Linked DNA regions of Mus musculus: regions 1 and 3 are each linked to region 2. The links are chromatin contacts, called in public Hi-C and HiChIP or PLAC-seq maps. All regions are on one chromosome and are shown on one strand. Each heading gives the region's core, a stretch centred on a gene start, on an enhancer-like site or on the middle of the called end of the contact. The rest is flanking DNA. Distances are from core to core; before and after follow the strand shown.

Region 1 (3,486 bases), core at 639-3,138, 1.4 Mb after region 2:
TGGTTCTCTCAGACCCAAACAAGGGAAGAATGTATTCTGCAATCACATGGCTGTACACATACATAGAAAACCAGGCCCTATTGTTTGACCAATTTCAGTTTAAAAAATAGAAAACGCTATAATCTGCCTGACTAAAAAGTCCAGAAGCAGCATGCTGTCTAAATTTGACCAACTTACCAACTTTCCCTGTTTTTATTATTATTATTATTATTATTATTATTATTATTATTTATTGACAGGGTCTCACTGTGTAGTCCAGGTTCATGATTCTTTGACCTTAGTTTCCCAGCTACAGTGTAATGAGATTATAGGTGTCCCACAGGCTTGGTTTTACCCTGGGGCATTTTCATAAAGGTGGCCCCGGTGCATAAACGTGTCTGACAGGGTTTGGGGAAGAACCCTTGCCAAGCCCTTACCTCTGACTTACTTGAGCAAAAGAAAAGGAGACTGTCTTGGGGACAGAGTTCCACCGAAGCCCACAGGTCCAGCAGGGAAGACCTGCTAGAGGTCTCATACTGCACCACAGGGAGGCAGGGAAACCAGTAAGTGACTCAGACCCACAAAGCTCCGAGAGCTGTCATGTCCTGTGATGGCCATCCTGAGAAACGTGACAGCAGAGAAACCTACCCTGCAGCCTGGTGTTCCAGTGTCCCAGGGTGACAGGAAACCACCTCCCAGTTTTGCCAGTAGATTCTCAAACTACAAACGTGATGTGAGCAACGTGTCCACTGGGCAGCTCGCTCCTGTTTACCCCCGTGGGCTCCTGGGCCTGCTGCCTGGGAGGGAAGCATTGCCTTAGAGCAATTCCATCCGCTCTTCCCAGAGGCACCTCTTCCTATCTAGGGATGGAAGTGAATGAAACCTTCCCAAATCGTTCACAGCAGCAACAGGTGAGGCACTAAGAGAAACTGCCAGCAAATTCCGTGCTCCGGGTAAACGAGTGCGTCTGTAATACAACACTAGTCACCAACCCATAAACCATCCCTGCAACCAAGGATCTGCAGTCACGGGAGTGACGGCGAAGATGGAAATATACAGAGGTGCAAAGATCCGAGGAAGAAAAAAGACCGTGAACCAGAGGAGACCCAAAGAAAAGGGGGCGTTGGTGTGGGCGGCCGCGCCCCTGCTGCAGTCGGCCAGGGTGACTCCGGAGCAGCCAGGTCTCTCCAGCCTCTGGGAGGCGCTGGCCCAGAGAGCCCAGGCCGGGCCGGGCACACAGGAGGTTTCCGGAGCCACAGCGCCCCTTCTGCCCAGCCTGGGAGACGCAGCCGGCCGCCACCCCCGCCTCGCCGGGCCGGGCCGACCGGCACGAGTGCGCTTCCCGCAGAGGGGAACCGGCACAAAGCCGCTGCACACACAATGGCCGGGCTCTGCACGCGGCGCAATCTACAACCTAGCCCCCCACGTGGCTGCCTGCACTCACATCTGGGCAACGAGGGTCGGTGATCGACGGGCACCCAGATCTTCTGTACCCGGCTCTGGGTCAGTTCCAACGGCATCTTCGTAGCTGTATTCGGCGACCCGCCACCCCTGGAGGAAAGACTCCGACTTGGGGAGAAGAGCAGCAGCAGATCCCCCCGGAACAAAGGACAGGAAGGGTGCGTCCGCCTGCACGCGGCTGGGCGCTCCCTTGCACTGCTTTGGAAAATGTGCTTTGTGCGGAGTCTCGGAGGAAGGATCGCCTGAGCGGAGACACGAGACAGATGAGAGCGGCGTGGAGTTGCGGCTGCTGCACTGCTGACTAGTCGGCTCTGTTCAAAAGCTCAGGGATGCTCCAGCGCAGTGACAGCCACGGTCCCAACACCCAGCACTGCCACTTGCTCCTCTCCAGTTCTGTCGGGATGCCACACGCACTGCCCGGCCTTTTAAGATCTGACCGGTAGCGCGGCGCGTCAGCCTCGGGGCGGGCCGCATTCTTTGCGTCCCAGCCCCCTTTCACGTGGAGAGAAGGGTGGGCAAGGCCAAGAGACAGCCTGCTGCCGCCCCCTGCGGGTGGACGAGAGCAGCACGCTCTGTTCCTGCAACCCAGGCTGGTTCTTTCGTCCTCCTTTCCGTCCCTAAGTTTATTCCCTAAGGGCGCAAGACAGGAACGGAGTCCCCAAATAATTCCAGCCACTTTCCTCATCTGTGCTTGGAAGGCAGCAGCGATCTGATAATGTCCAATGTGGTTCGTTGACAGTCCTCCACCCCTACACACACACACACACACACACACACACACACAGAGCTAGAGCTATGTAAAAGCATCTTCCCAGTTCAGCCTTACAAGCCGTGGGAGCCCCAACACCATGCACCATAGTTACATGATTTGGGGACTGGCTCAGTCCAAGTGAAGACGCAGGTCAGAGCTGCCTCCTGGTAACACCTGTGCATTATCGCCCACTATGTCCCCTGCCATTGCTGACACTGCCACCTCCGGGCACGGGCGCATACTTTTCCTGAATCCCCGGGAAACATGCTTGGGTAGTGTTGCTACCCCTCACTCAGTGCTACCGTGCCTGGCGCTTGAAGGGGGGCAATAAATAAATAAGGAAGGAAGGAAGGTTCGACCGAAAAGGAACTTTGGGATGCGGGGGGCGGTTGGTATTATTTTCCCTTTCAACATGGGCCATATTCCATACCCCTTCTGCAAGTAGTGATTAAAAGTAGACCCCATTCCCTCTCCCATTACCGGACTATGAGCCCCAAAGTAACTATCAAGGGACAGCTAGATCCTAAATTCATGTCACCCACCCAACCCCCACGCGCCCGCTCTAGCACACCGGCTATATTTTGTTTGATGTGAACATGCCCTCGCTTCCTTTCCGATTTTTGCACTTTGCATAGGCTGGAGATACATGCATAACAGGCAATCGTTGAACCGCCAGAGTTCATTTATTCAGCGACGATCTAAGGGATCTTTCGGTGAGGACCGCTGCACGGGAGGCCGTGGAGACAAGACACTTTAAATGTGATTTTAGCGAAGGAAGCCTCCGCTCAGAAGATCTGCCTTGCTTAGCGCAAGCTGCACACGTCGCGGTGAAGCTGAGCTGTGATTGGAGGCGCTCGCGGAACCCCACACTGCAGTGGAAAAGTCTGCGCAGAGGCTGCCACACGTCGCGCACGTCCTGCATGCTCTGCTGGGAGGGCGCCGGCCCCCCGGCGGCGGGCGCAGCTGCTCTGTTCCCAACCCAGCCCGCCCCGCCTGGGGCCTCCGCCTTGCCTTCTCCGGCAGCCTGGCGAGCTTAGGAGACCTGGAGCTCACCTGGCGAGTAGCCCTTGGGAACCTCCCAGCTCTAACCGCCATTCCTGCACCCTGCTCTCCGGTACCACCCTCCTCAATACCTGTCCCCAACCCCAGGACAGCTTTGCTGACCTTCCGATTTCTGTGCTCAGGCAGCTGTTCAGAAAGAAACCCGGTGCATTACATTTAAACTTGTTTTTCTTCAGTGAGAGCAAATGCCAGAGGTGACACCCTAGAAAGCCCAAGGGAGAATCTCGCTCCAC
Region 2 (3,584 bases), core at 839-3,338:
AGCTAGAGCCAGACTCAGGATGGCAAGAGTGAACCTCTCGAGCCTTTAGGGCTAATTTACTTTAATGAACTCCACTCTGAGAAGCTACTGCACCATGTCCCGACTCATCCTCTGGAGGCTGGTACAGAAACCTGCCCTACCCACCATGCTGATGGAGAAGCAAGTGGACTGTGAGAAAGTATCAGCATCTTCTTTGATCATACAGTGTTATTTGAAGACTTCAAGTCGGTAGAGGAAGGAGTTAGACTTGATGCCTATGAACGAATCAGCAGTCTGGAAGGAATGCTGGGAGTGTGTGATGCTACATAGTGTAGAGTTAAGGAAAACACCCAACTAGCTAACTAGTGAACACCTAACCAGCTAATACCTAGCTAACTCTCAAGAAAACATTGGAAGCGTATCAAATTCTGACAGTGGCCTCACTACACTTGACAAAAGAATAGTCTTTTCACACATTGTATACACAAACACGGGAGACAGCTGATGTTTGCTGAGGACCACTGGATGCCAACAAAGACCCTTCACATCTTATCACCTAAGAAGTGCCAACTGGTGCAGGGCAGGCACTCCACAAATATCTACTGGCTGAAGGAGACACAACTGAGAATGCAACTGTTATTGACCTCCATATAAGTAACTCAAGCTGACTTCCAAGGTTAATCTAACAACATCTGAACGAACACACACACACACACACACACACACACACACACACATTCTCTGGAACTCCTTTTGCAGACTAGGCTGGCCCAGAACTCAGACACCCACCTGCCTCTGCATCCTGAGTTGCTGAGATCAAAGGTGTGCACCACCAACATTCTTCCAATACATAGTTCATATCTATCGTATTTAATTGCCTCACTACTTTGGAGTCTTAGCATATTGCTACAAATTCTTTGCTTAATGAAAGAACTATTTCAACTAGTTCTTGGCAGTTCTCTAACCTAGGTTACAAAACCCTAGTTCAGTGCTGGAGCGCCTTAATAATCCTCTGTACCATAAAAACAAGGAACCACTAAAACACTGTCCACAGTTAACAATCTCCTTAGCACCAGTTCTTCTAGCAGTCTAGCTTCAAAGTAGTTCATGTTATTATACAACGTCACCCATAAGTCACGTTTTACCTGACCTTCCCTGGGCATTCTAATATACAACTATTTTATTTTGCACAGAGGATTAGTATTTAAAGTCGCCCAACCTTATGGTATCCCTTTATCAAATGGAGGCTAACAAATGTAACTGTATTAAGGCCTCCTCCTCCTACCGAGGGACCTTGGGACAGTTTTATGACCTTGCAGAGATTGTACTTCAACACGAGGGCATGATGACAATGGCAATGTCTTTCTCTTCCTCATCGGCAGATTTTTTTAAACCCCTTTAGCACCAAGGCGACCAGCAGGTTCAGGCGGGGGCTGATTTTGAGTTCCTTCGTTTCTCCAGTACCCAGCAAAGAGTCGGATGGCTACACAGTGAATGCCTTACCAAAGAGCTCAAGCAAGCCATCACACCTTAAAGGGTCACGCTGCTCCCCCGTGCAGTGTTTCACAGGGCTTCAAAGCCAAAAGTTACAACCAAACGTTCCCCGGTCGCCCCTTCACCTTCAGGGCCTTTCTAAAGACTTTGCAAGCTGTGCTCCCGGGTACGGAGCGGAAGTACGGAGTTGATCGAAACCCAGATGGCTCCAAAGCTCAACCCGAATCCCGTCCGGGTCCCGAGGTCCCGGATGGCCGTTCCAGTCTCAGGGGATCAGACCGTGACCTTGTTCTCTTTGACCCCTACCAGGGGTCCGGCACGCAACCTTCCAGCTCTGCAGACATCCCCGCGGCCTGAGCTGGGGCCTTCTTCCGCCAGGAGTGAGCATGCAGCTCCATCCCTCCTGCCTCGCAGCAAGCCCGAGCCCCCGCATCCCTCCCGATGTGGTCCTACCATTGCGGCTGCACGGCGCAGGCCGACAGCCCGACAACGCTCGCCCGCGAGAACATGGTGGAGCCTTGAAGGTCGGGCAGACGGGACTCAGTGCGCGTGCGCGGGAGCTCAGGCGCCCCGGCCCGCTCCGCCTGCGTCCTCGGTCTCGCTAAATCTCGTGAGCGCCGAAGCCGCGAGTTCCCTGGCCCCACCCATTTCCTGCTGTCAATTTCGGTCCCGCCTGTCCCCGCGCTGAGCCAGTTCCGCTTCCGACCGCTTTGTAGTTGTAGCGCTCAGGGTCGCCATGGGCAAGTCGGATTTTCTGAGCCCCAAGGCCATCGCCAATAGAATTAAGTCCAAAGGGCTCCAGAAGCTTCGCTGGTACTGCCAGATGTGCCAAAAGCAATGCCGCGACGAGGTAAGTGACTCAGGCTGGCCGCGACCCCTCCCTCGGCTTGGAGCCCTCTCCGGCGCAGTCTTCCCCAGCTCGGCGCGAAGCCCTCCAGCTCCACGAGAAGTGGTCGCAGACAAGCACTCACTGATCGCTTACAATCGCTAGGCTGAGCACTGAGGTTTTACATTTAGACTTCCCTGGTGGGGTCGGTCGGTCAAGACGAGGAACTCAAGTTGCTCCGCTTAATAGTGACATGGGCTTGGCCACTACTGGTAAAGTAGAGGTAATAGTTGTACCCACCGGCAAGATTGTCGCCGAGTTTTTTCATGGAGAGAAGAACTCTCCATGACATAAATGCTTCATTCCCGACTTGCTACTGCTATCCTATAGTTTCAGTATGTGGGTTCCCAAAGGTACAGGCGTGCAGTCCATCGCACCTAGGAGTGACCGCTAAGTGTTTTTCCATATTTGCTTACATCATATAGTAAATTATATAAATATATGAATATCAGTATACCTTCACCCTTGAAGACTTAATTGTGTAATCAACATAACAAGTAATCGTATTATCTTTTCAATTAATGCCAAAATGCCACCAATATAACAGAACTAATAAAAATTCTTGTACATTATCTGATACATATTTTTGTTTTAGAGACAGTATCTCAGTATGTAACTTTGGCTGGTCTGGACCTCACCAGGCTGGCCAAAAAACGAGATAGACCTGCCTCTGCTTCCCAAGTGCTGGTTGATATCAGAGATATACACCACCCTACTTTATATTAATACTTTCTTGGTAGTCTTGTGGTGGCGATGGGGACCAGAGAGGTTGTTTATTAAGCAGTGCTACAAGTTTTGTTTAATGTCTTATGTATGCCTGGCAAATGCTCTACCACTGAGCCCTCATGCACTGCGTCATATTTCTGTTATCTTATTTTGGTGTATGTGTTTATGCATGTGTGCATGCTGCACCAAACAGATACATCCATACGGAGATCAAAGGGCCACATGTAAATGGTTATTTCCTTCCAGCTTGAGGGTCCTGGGATTGAAGTCATGTTGTCACATCTGGCACCAAGCGCCTTTAGCCACTGAGCCATCTTACTGACCTTATGCCACCTTCTTAGTAAGTCATCACAGACTGAACCCAGTCCCACTGCCACTGACTGGATTGCAAAACTCTGTGCATGTTATTGTTTTTCTAAGACAGGGTTTCTCTGTGTGGCCCTGGCTGTCCTGGAACTTGCTCAGTGAACCAGGCCCAGGCTGGTTTTGAACTCATAGA
Region 3 (3,214 bases), core at 677-3,176, 1.3 Mb after region 2:
CGATGCAGAAGAGAAGTCAGAACATCCTAGCTGAGGGAATATTGTCGCAAACTTTTATCTCCACATTCTCAGTCCTGCAGTCAGGGTTTCACACACATTAGGTGCAAGGGAAGTGTTGGGGATTTGATTTCTGCTTACATAGGAATTTGCACGTCCACTGCTGGTCCCTGCCAAGGTTGGTTTGTTGACTGGTCAATAAAGAGCCAGCAGACAATGGCTAGGCAGGGGGATAGAGGCGGGACTCTGAGGATTCCCAGAGAGGAACACAGGACAGAGAGAAGGAGAATCCCCAGGGCAGAAGGAAGGAAGAGGGTACAAACATGAGAGCCTTGAGAGCCACGGAAGACAGAGAAGCAGCCATGTAAGAACCACGGGAAAGCAGTCCCGGGCCACTCCCCATTTGGATCTGGGGTAGCAGAGATGCAGGATAGATTTTAGAAAGTAATAACTCAAGAATATCTGAAGTGAGTGTGTTAGCCACAGGGAGGTTCAGGAGTGGCCCAGCCATTGGGCTACTTAAGGCATATTTAAAATATCGCAGCGTGTTTGTTGTCTTTCATTCGTGAATACAGAGCACTCTGGCTGGTCCAGGGGAGCCTCGAGTACCCACCTGGGAGCATGGAGCGGTTTTAATACGAACTGCTACAAGAAGGAAGGAAGAGAAGCAGAAGAGGGGAAGAGGGAGGGAGGGAGGGAGGGAGGGAGGGAGGGAGGGAGGGAGGGAGGGAGGGAAATATATATATATTTCTCTTCTGTATATATACACTGACTGGGTTCATCACTTGAGTCAATGCTAAGATAGACCTGAGAAGAGCATCCCAAGGAAGGAAGGGTTGTTGTGGCTCACAGTTCCAAGGATGCAGTCCACAGTGGGAAAGGACAGCAGCTGTGTGGGGCAGCGGGTCACACATTCTGCATTCAGGAAGCAGAGTGGTGCCTGAGGCTGCTCAGCTCTATTTCTCCTCTGTTCAGTCAGAGACTCCAACCCAGACCATTCAGGGTGGGTTCTACTTCAATTAATATAATCTAGATAGTACTTTACAGACAAACCCAGGTATCTGTTTCCAGAATGATCCTAAATCCCATCAGGTTGAAAATAAAGATTAGCCTTCACACACACACACACACACACACACACACACACACACACGATACACATCACACTACCCACCATACACATCTCACACATACACACATATACCATACACATCACACACACCACACCATACATATCACACACATGCACACACACCATACACATTACACCATATACACCACACACATACCATATACATCACACATACCACACATATACACATACATGCACACACACCATACACATCACACACACTCACGCACATAACTTGAGGCTAGATCACCACTAGAGGGCAGCAGAGGAACGTGACAGAAGATGCTACTGCCGTCGAAAACGTTTTGTGAACCAAAATGAACTGGATTCTCCTGCTTCCTTCCTTCCTTCACCGTGAGCATCCTTCAAGGGAAGCTTGAGGGCAATCTACAAGAGTAATCCCAGCACTCAGGAGGCAGAGGCAGGCGGATTTCTGAGTTCGAGGCCAGCCTGGTTTACAAAGTGAGTTCCAGGACAGCCAGGACTATACAGAGAAACCCTGTCTCAAAAAAAAAAAAGAGAGAGAGAGTAATAGAAAGATGTCTAGCCAAAGGATGGTACGATGCAAGGACAAAATGTCACAATAGAGCCCATTATTACTGTGTACAATTAATAAATACTAGTGAATGGGGTGTATTGTAGGAAATAAAGGGGAAAACCTGCTTGTCATAAAGTGATTCAGAGCCCTGACAGCGAGCCTCTCAGGTCATGTGATCAAGGACTCTCAGTAGACAGGTCTTTGTGGAGCTCTTTGCCCTCCTGAGCTCAGTCTCTTCATCAATGAAAGGATCGTATTGATTGTATTCACTGGGTAAACACTCAGGTCACACAAACAGACCAGTGCAAACCTCCCTGAAACCAGCAAAGAACACTACAGATGACAGTGCAAATACTGTTGCTGACAGAGAGTTTGGGGTCATGGTCTGCTCAGTTCTCTTACAATTCCCCAGGAAGAGCCACAGATAGTAGGTTCTAGAAAGGAGAGAGCTGATGAGCAATGCTTTCAGCACCTAAGAAGATGTTCGCCAACCAGGAGATAGTTGTTGCTGAGTTTCTTAAATGCTCCCGTGCAGAAGACCCATAAACTTACCAACTGAAGTGAGCTTCACTCTTGTCATTTACCAAGTGAGGAGTGGCATTGTCCATGGGTATCTGAGACATGGTCAGTCTCCTGATATGGTACTCACCCTCCCATGTTGTAATGCAAGCTGTCTACTCTCCTATGTCACTTCCTCTTCCTGACACTTGCAAGAGAAGGGGTGGGGGCTGGCTGTTATTTTTCACTACCAGTAATTCCTCTGCAGCCACCTGCTGTGTCGCAAGGTTTCTAGAATCAACCAACACACCATGACGTCTTCCCCCTAAGATCAGGGAGTGAAGAAGACAGAGAGTAGACTGTAGCTAACTGCGTAGGGCACTAAAAGGGGGTCATGTTGTAAATTAAGGAAAGCCAGGGCAGAAGGATTTGGGTGTTTTGGTGAGAAAATTTAGGAAGAGAGTTATGAGGGACATCTCCATGTGGTCACTAACTCAGCTCAGATCTAATGCAGCGATCCAACCCCGGTTCCTTCTGCTGGCCTAATAACTTCAACGCTGCTTTTTCTCTCCAGTCTCATGTGCACCTCACGAGATGTGCGCTCAAATTTGTTTCCACATACTAGCGGCAGAAAAAAGAACACAAAACTCTAGCACTTACTTCTCCCTCCATCTCTACTCGGTATGGTCCCCTCTGTGTCAGACATTTTTCACAGTGACAATTTGATTGGACCTAGAGTTTTTAAGTTCAGATGCAGGTACCCTAAATTCAGTTGCCTCCGTGGCTGGAATGACCACATCCCCGCTCTACCTAGAACACTCTTTGCTCATGAGTTTGGGGAAGTAACCAAACCAGCCCACCAGACCATGCTAAACAAACAACCCAAGGGAAGGGCCAGGCTTCCTGGAAGGCTAAAGGGCTTGCACTGATGCCCGCCTTTAATCGCGTTTGAGCCATTTAAACCACATGATGGCAAGCTTCCGCTGCCCCTCCCCTACAGCCCAGCCTCCCGCTTTTTCTCTTGCTGTGCTTCCTCATCTCATGACGCT

The links. Hi-C and Micro-C count contacts between places; a contact is called where the count stands out from the background. HiChIP or PLAC-seq counts read pairs in DNA pulled down with a chosen protein or histone mark.
Region 1: an H3K4me3 HiChIP or PLAC-seq map of embryonic forebrain shows a contact between it and region 2, with 4 times the contacts expected there. The contact joins the promoter of Pfkfb3 here to the promoter of Atp5c1 in region 2. A contact is called at or near these places in 2 of 39 promoter capture datasets (hippocampal neurons and pre-B cells) and 2 of 115 datasets of contacts at active chromatin or transcription factors (astrocytes and embryonic forebrain).
Region 3: a Hi-C map of B cells shows a contact between it and region 2, with 8 read pairs. The contact joins the enhancer-like site here to the promoter of Atp5c1 in region 2. A contact is called at or near these places in 4 of 39 promoter capture datasets (the 3T3-L1 cell line, hippocampal neurons, liver and 1 more) and 1 of 484 Hi-C or Micro-C datasets (B cells).

The regions. Positions count from the first base shown.
Region 1 is chr2:11,500,202-11,503,687 of GRCm38.p6, forward strand. It overlaps Pfkfb3 (6-phosphofructo-2-kinase/fructose-2,6-biphosphatase 3), which reads right to left and starts at 1,889. Exons shown (of 18, transcript NM_001177753.1): 1 at 1,424-1,889. The coding sequence starts at 1,499. It overlaps Gm52500 (a long non-coding RNA gene), which reads left to right and starts at 1,809. Exons shown (of 3, transcript XR_003953759.1): 1 at 1,809-3,305.
Region 2 is chr2:10,078,422-10,082,005 of GRCm38.p6, forward strand. Atp5c1 (ATP synthase, H+ transporting, mitochondrial F1 complex, gamma polypeptide 1) reads right to left here and starts at 2,089. Exons shown (of 10, transcript NM_020615.4): 1 at 1,927-2,089. The coding sequence starts at 1,982. It overlaps Kin (Kin17 DNA and RNA binding protein), which reads left to right and starts at 2,191. Exons shown (of 5, transcript NM_025280.2): 1 at 2,191-2,323. The coding sequence starts at 2,210.
Region 3 is chr2:11,330,300-11,333,513 of GRCm38.p6, forward strand. No RefSeq gene overlaps it. Among named protein-coding and RNA genes, the nearest start is that of Gm13293, 7.6 kb to the right of the region's middle. Within about 2 kb of position 1,927, at least 134 of the 459 cell types and tissues checked have an H3K27ac peak or open chromatin away from gene starts, as enhancers often do. A contact at or near this core is called in B cells, liver and pre-B cells, where this site is marked.